Regions from separate parts of the Anser cygnoides genome. Here region 2 is linked to region 1. A link is a contact called in public Hi-C data. All regions are on one chromosome and are shown on one strand. Each heading gives the region's core, a stretch centred on a gene start, on an enhancer-like site or on the middle of the called end of the contact. The rest is flanking DNA. Distances are from core to core; before and after follow the strand shown. Region 1 holds the start of STARD6 (StAR related lipid transfer domain containing 6). Region 2 holds the start of TXNL1 (thioredoxin like 1).

Region 1 (3,094 bases), core at 424-2,923:
GACATTTAATATAATTTAATACCCATTAGGCATTAAAAAAAAAGCTAAGGACACACCGTAAGTGTCCTTTTACTCCCCTTTCGCATGCTTCTCTTCAGTGAGATTTCTTTTCTCCCTGTTTCAATGATCTGTCTCAGCCATCAGTTGAGTGCCACAGCCAGCATAAATGGGAAGGACTGCAGAGCTTGGAGAGGGGTAAGGAAGCAGAAAGGATGAATGTAAAAAAGCACAGTCTACTCCATCAGCGTCAGCAAGTTATATGATCAGGTTACTCCACCTCCCCTAATTCCACCCTCTGGGCCAAATCCAGCTCAACAACAGCACTGAAGTCATAGCTCAAAAGAAGGATGGACAGATGCTGCTGCTGCTTCAGAGACTAAAAGACCCTCTTCTTCCCAGTACAGCAAACTCCTTTTCAAGTGCCAGAAAGAAAAAGGCACAGGTAAAGCAGCGTGAGAGCTTTAGTGTGTTTACATGTGTATCAGTGATTTCACGAGTGTGAAGATGAGAAAAGGGAACTCCTGCTGATAGGTATAACGGCATGAACAGGATATTCCACCAGGAACAGCTTCCAACTTCAGGCTAAAAGGTAGTAATAGGTGTCTACTTATCCTATATTAATTACTGCTATAGAATATTTAATTTCCATAGCACATTTAAAATCGTTTGGGAAATGCATCTCTTCTATTCCAGCGCTACTGCTGACTCAGGGCAACTATAGTGCAAAATCTCTGCAGTTAACAAGACTAAACACATCCCTGAGGGACAGAACACGATCAGTTTTTCCATTTAGATCTTGGGTGTCACTGTTTAGATCTGGGCGTCACTGCTCGAGACAGATGTTGGCGTTCGTTACAATGACAAACAAAATGCAAATACTTACATATTTCCCGCATACTCTTTTGAAGGCTTTGAAGAAACTGTAACATTTTTCTCAAAATGAGAAAAAGAAAATAAAAAGTTAGTAGACTACCTTCCATCAGTTGCTAGTTTTTTAAAGCAAAACAAAGTTTTAAACACTTTCTGCAACAAAATGTGTTTAATAAGGATAACTTCATAAACAGTATTAACTAGTATTCACTTACCGAAACTTTTATCACCCTCCATCCTGAAGTATCCTGGCTGTACGATAAGATTTTTTCTGAAATTTCATCCGTGATTTTCTTATAGTCCATTTATCTGCAAAAACGTAAAAGCAACTTGTTGGCATGCAATAAAAGCATTCCCTGAAGGGCAGTAAGGGCTCGCTTGTCTATTCTTTCCGAAGGCTTTAATAAACCTTGAGCGTTCCTATCAGATGAACTTCTTGGCCATCGTATTCCAATTCAGAAACGAAGCCAGTCGTTTATTAAAACGACATCATACAACCGTTTCCCAGCCCGGACTCCTGATGACCGGGGCTCGGGGTGGGACTTTCGCATCAATTCCAGCGCCCAGCCCGCACCTCGCTGCCACCAAACCCGTTGTCACCACAGGTCGGGTGTCCCCCTCGTCACGGAGCTCACCACACGGGGATCCGGAGCTGCCAGGACGCCTCGCAGCCCGCTCCGCCTCGCCTCCTTCCCTCGCCTCCTTCCCTCCTCACACCCGTCCCCCCCGGGCTCTCCTCACGCCTCACCTCACCCGCCTCACGGCCGCGCTCGGCCCCGCCCCGGGGCATGCCGGGAGCTGTAGTCCCAGCCCGCCCCGCCCCGCCGCCCCGCCGCCCGCCTCGGACTACAACTCCCATGGGGCCGCGCCTGCCCGCCGCCATTTTGTGCGGGTGCGCTCGGCGCTGAGGGGGCTGCGCGGCCCCGCGGTGTGCGAGGGGCTCGGCTCCGGCCGGCGGGGCTGCTTGTCCCGGGCTTGGCAGGGGCACCGGCGGTATTTTTTGGGGAAGAAGCCCCGGGAGGCCTCCACCGGCCCTGCTGCAGGGCCCCGCTACTCCTTTCCGTGTAAATCTTGGTGATCGGCGTGTGCTTGTGGTGCTCTGCGTAATAAAGTTACTAATTCCTGTGCCTTGTCGCAGCGTCTGTTTCCTTCTAACACGCTAACGTGCTTTTCAAACGGGCTTTTGCTCGCAGGAATGATACTTACAAGGAAGTTTCGGTCTTGGTTGCGGGGTTTGGAACCAGCCTGCACTTCAGTCCATGGTTTGGGGGGTTACAAAGTCAGCTTGGATAGCAGTGACTAAATGGTGTAGATTGGGGAAATCTTAAGCACTCCGATGCTCTGTCAGTTCCTGTTGTGGCCTGTAAAATTATATCAGTATATGTGTACATCTGGCTGTGTGAAACAATCTATAGGAGTAATACATTTCTACTTCAGTTACATTCAGCTTTTTTTCTTCTTTATACTAGGCTACTTCTATTGTTTTCCATGAGTACCACCGTTGTGCTGGTTCTGAAATAAAAGGTTATGATATTCCTGCATTTCTTTGCTGAATGTCAGCAACATGAAGCACAGTTCTTGCAAAAGCTGGATGCTGAGGGCCCTTGGGAACTAGCGAGGAGCTGGATTTCCTTGCCATCCTCTTAGCTCTATGTTCCGCTAAAGCTTCAGTATACAAGAAGTTTTCCCTATTATCTTTTTTTTTTTTTTCCCCCGAGGCTTTATTTTCTGCCTTTTGCTTTTCTAGGCGTGACGCATATGTACGACTAACTTACTTGAAAAGCAGGAAGTTGAATAGCTAAATATTATTTTCCTAAAAATTACTGACATTTTACATAACTAAAAAAAGAAAATCTTAGATCCATTACGGTTTGAGAACGTGTTTCAGTGCAGATGGTCACTTGGGCTTTCTTTTTCCATTTAGACTGATTAAAAAATGAGTGAAGATTCTAATAGAAATCTGGATAAAAACCATGACCAGCTTAATAAAAAACACAGCGTCTCCTCTCCTGATTCAACAGTATCTTTTCTTCTAACAAGCACTGGCAGCAGCAATTCGTGCTCAAACAGTTTGATTCAATACAAGGACAAGCTTTACAGCTCTGCATCTGAGGCTCTAGAAGCTTATATTGAAGATTTTGATCTAAGTCTCACGTCTTCAGAAATAACCACTGGAAAAATCTGCCTGTGCCAAAGTACTCCCAAACAAGCTGAGTTTTCGAAG
Region 2 (3,094 bases), core at 296-2,795, 550 kb after region 1:
GCTATCCTTAAACAAGGGCCACATCTGTAAAAACAAAAAATTCAACCATTATTGTTTTGCTTTGTTTTAAAGATACCTGCCCTACGCAGACTTCGCGCATTCGCGTTCTTACTATATCCTTGGTACATTTTAAAATAACCTTTCTACCTGGCTGACAGATGGCGAGCAATCCTGGTGATACAATTAAGAATGACATTTAGAAACACATCATGAAGTGTTAATTCCCACTTCCTCAGACAGTTTCAATGTCACATGATTAGCTGCACCTATTAATTAAAATGAACTTCATATTTCCCATCTAATCTGTTTAGCTCCAGCACCTTTTGCTGCAGAGTAAAATACTCCTAAGTAAAGGCACTTTTGGGGGGGGTGCAAAGACTTAACTGCTTTTCCTGATACAGCAAAACATACTCTTAATAGAAGACTAGTACCAGCAATTCCCGTTACCAGCTGTAACAGAAGTCTACAGTAAGGTCTCTACATGGGACTTGAAATATTTACCAATAACGGTATATTAAAGCCTTAGCAGTAATCACATAATTGTTACTGTGATAAATTTCATTTACTATAACTGTAGCACGTTACCACCAACGTAGCTCTATCAGCTTGGTTGAAAATACATATCTGTTAATGATGATAGCTTTACTGGCATATACAAAGTGCACATACACAGCTATTCCGACAAAGCAATATTCTTACAACTTTGCTTGTTGTGAAAAAAGTGATTAAAAGGCAAAACAGCAGAAAACTCCCACAGCAGCATACCAACATGTGACATATCTAAAGCAGAGAGCCCTGCAGTGTCAGTGTGAGTCTGCCGACACGCACAGCTTTAAACCAGCACCAGTAAGATCCGCTTCACCCTTCTCATTCTCATCTGAGAGAGGACAGGGATCCACGGCTGTGCAAGGCAGACCTGCAGGTGTTCGTAAACGGGACGCACCACGCCGTTAACCTCACCACAGCTCGTCTGTAGCCAAAACGTTTTCGTGGGCAGTTGTGCAAGGCGTGTGAGCGAGCTCCCCGCCACCCGCGGGTGAAGCCGACTGACCGAAGGGGCGCCAAGCGGCAGCGGCCGGGCGCCGGGTGTGTCACCGGCACGCCCCGCAGCGCCCGCTGACACGCAGCCACCGGCTCCGGGCCCTCCCGTGCCCAGCGCCGCTCCCGGCGCTGCACCCACGGCTCTGGGGACGGGACGGGACGGGACGGCCGCCGGGGCGCCGGGCACGGCCGGGAGGCGGAGCGGGAGCGCAGGCAGCGCGAGCGGGGCCCTGAGGAGACCGAGGGGCGCTGCGCACCGGCAGCACGGACCCGGGCGGGCTCCCCCGGCGCTCGGTGACCCCGGCCGCCTCCCGCGCGGCCCGGCCGGACTCACCCCCGCATGGTGAACTTGACGACGGCGAGCCGGGAGCCGGCGGCGCTGAGCTCGGGCTGGAACTCGGCGTCGTTGGCGATCGCCTTCACGCCCCCCATGGCGGGCGGCGGCCCCGGACCGCGATCTGCAGCGTCACGCCGCGCCGCGCGCCCGGCATGCACCGCGCCCCGCACGCACCGCGCACGCGCGCCCCGCCCCGGCCCGGTGGGGCCGCCGGGAGGCGCCGCCGCCATTTTAGCTTGGGGCAGGCGCGAAGCGGGGGCGGCCATCTTGGTTTGGGGCAGAGCCAATAGGGCTCAGCGCCCCAGCATCGGCACCTGCTGGGCTGCGGGCCCCCAGCCCCAGGGGCACAAATCCGCAAAGAAACGCACATACCTGCCACAAAACCACCCCTGGGCCCCGGGGCATCAGCACCCGTGGGTGCCAGCGCCTGTGGGACCCATCCACCAGCACGCGTGGAGCACGAGGACACCGCAACCCGCTGTGCCTCGTCCTCATGTTTGTGCCCGGTGCGCTCATCCTGCCGCTGGGCACTGCGCATTTACACACGTTGTAACCCCCGTCAGGCATTTACACACACTTGAGGTCTGCCTGAGCCATCTCGTTAATGTGTGTTGGTGAAAAAAAGTGGCATGTTTAAAGTCACAGAATGATTGTGTTCAGCATTTTTACTTACACCTTAGGAAAGCTTAATATTTTCTGTAACGCAAAACGCACTCGAGCCTTTTACAATAGCTAGGATAAAGCAATCCTGTAATTTTTCCTGTTTTCCTGCTTAACCTTGTGATATAAAGTGGCATGACTTTGACCAGCATTGCCCTCAGGAATTTATTATTACCGGACAACTGGAGAATCGCCACTCTCCCAGCTGAAAATAATTCACGTTGTAAGCAGGCTGCTGTTCCAGACAGGCGTCTGTTCTTCTTGGATGACAGGGCACCTAGCCCCGCTTGCCAGGCGTCTCGTGGTTGTATGTAATTTTCATATCTCTATGGAGATAGATCAGTGGATCTCGGCATTACTTTTCTCATAAAAATATACCAACACAGTATTAGGGTTTGTTCAAATGTTTATACGCAACAGTTGAACTGGAATTGGTTACTAATTCAACACCAAGAAAAATTTAGAGTTGCTTCGTCTTTACCCATCAATTATAGGGAACTGGGGGTATGGAACATCTCGATACAACGTCCCCAAATAGTTAACAGGACGTGCCAACACACAGTAAAACAAGTTGTGAACTGATTTCACTATTTTAATGGCTTCTGGACAAGAGAAAGCGTTCTCTCTCGTTTCAACTGCAGAAATAATAGTTTTTCCCTTTCTATCCTAACAGTTGTGAGGTACCGATGTGCATTGCTAAGTTGCTGACAGGAAAAAAGAAAGCCGTCACTGCAGCTTCAGCACACCCGATGAATTTGTGTGCGGCTAAGGACCATTACACCTACGGAAGGCCTGACAGCAAGAAGTGCTGTTTCACTTGCAAAGAAAACGAAGAAGTAACATCGGTGGCCCACCACCCCTCCTTAGCTCGGTCCATTGAGAGGTTCAGAAGGCAAATCCGGCACACGCAGGTTGCCGTCCCTGAGACCTCCGCACCGTTTCAGCTGAAAGCTGTGAACCAGCCGAAGGACTTCCCCCAGCGGGCCTTTAATCCAAAATCAGCCCTCGTTTGGGCGGCGCTCGGCGGCTGCCCGGCCCGGTCCCGCCCCGTCTCCA

The links. Hi-C and Micro-C count contacts between places; a contact is called where the count stands out from the background.
Region 2: a Hi-C map of granulosa cells shows a contact between it and region 1, with 2.1 times the contacts expected there. The contact joins the promoter of TXNL1 here to the promoter of STARD6 in region 1. A contact is called at or near these places in 2 of 7 Hi-C or Micro-C datasets (granulosa cells and liver).

What each region holds. Positions count from the first base shown.
Region 1 is chrZ:60,774,452-60,777,545 of Taihu_goose_T2T_genome, forward strand. It overlaps STARD6 (StAR related lipid transfer domain containing 6), which reads right to left and starts at 1,674. Exons shown (of 7, transcript XM_048079778.2): 1 at 1,619-1,674; 2 at 1,086-1,179; 3 at 884-933. The coding sequence starts at 1,175. It overlaps CZH18orf54 (chromosome Z C18orf54 homolog), which reads left to right and starts at 1,732. Exons shown (of 8, transcript XM_066988996.1): 1 at 1,732-1,934; 2 at 2,795-3,094. The coding sequence starts at 2,807. It overlaps LOC136789146 (a long non-coding RNA gene), which reads right to left and starts at 877. Exons shown (of 2, transcript XR_010827968.1): 1 at 57-877.
Region 2 is chrZ:61,327,364-61,330,457 of Taihu_goose_T2T_genome, forward strand. TXNL1 (thioredoxin like 1) reads right to left here and starts at 1,546. Exons shown (of 9, transcript XM_066988932.1): 1 at 1,376-1,546; 2 at 1-24. The coding sequence starts at 1,473. It overlaps WDR7 (WD repeat domain 7), which reads left to right and starts at 2,990. Exons shown (of 27, transcript XR_010827948.1): 1 at 2,990-3,094.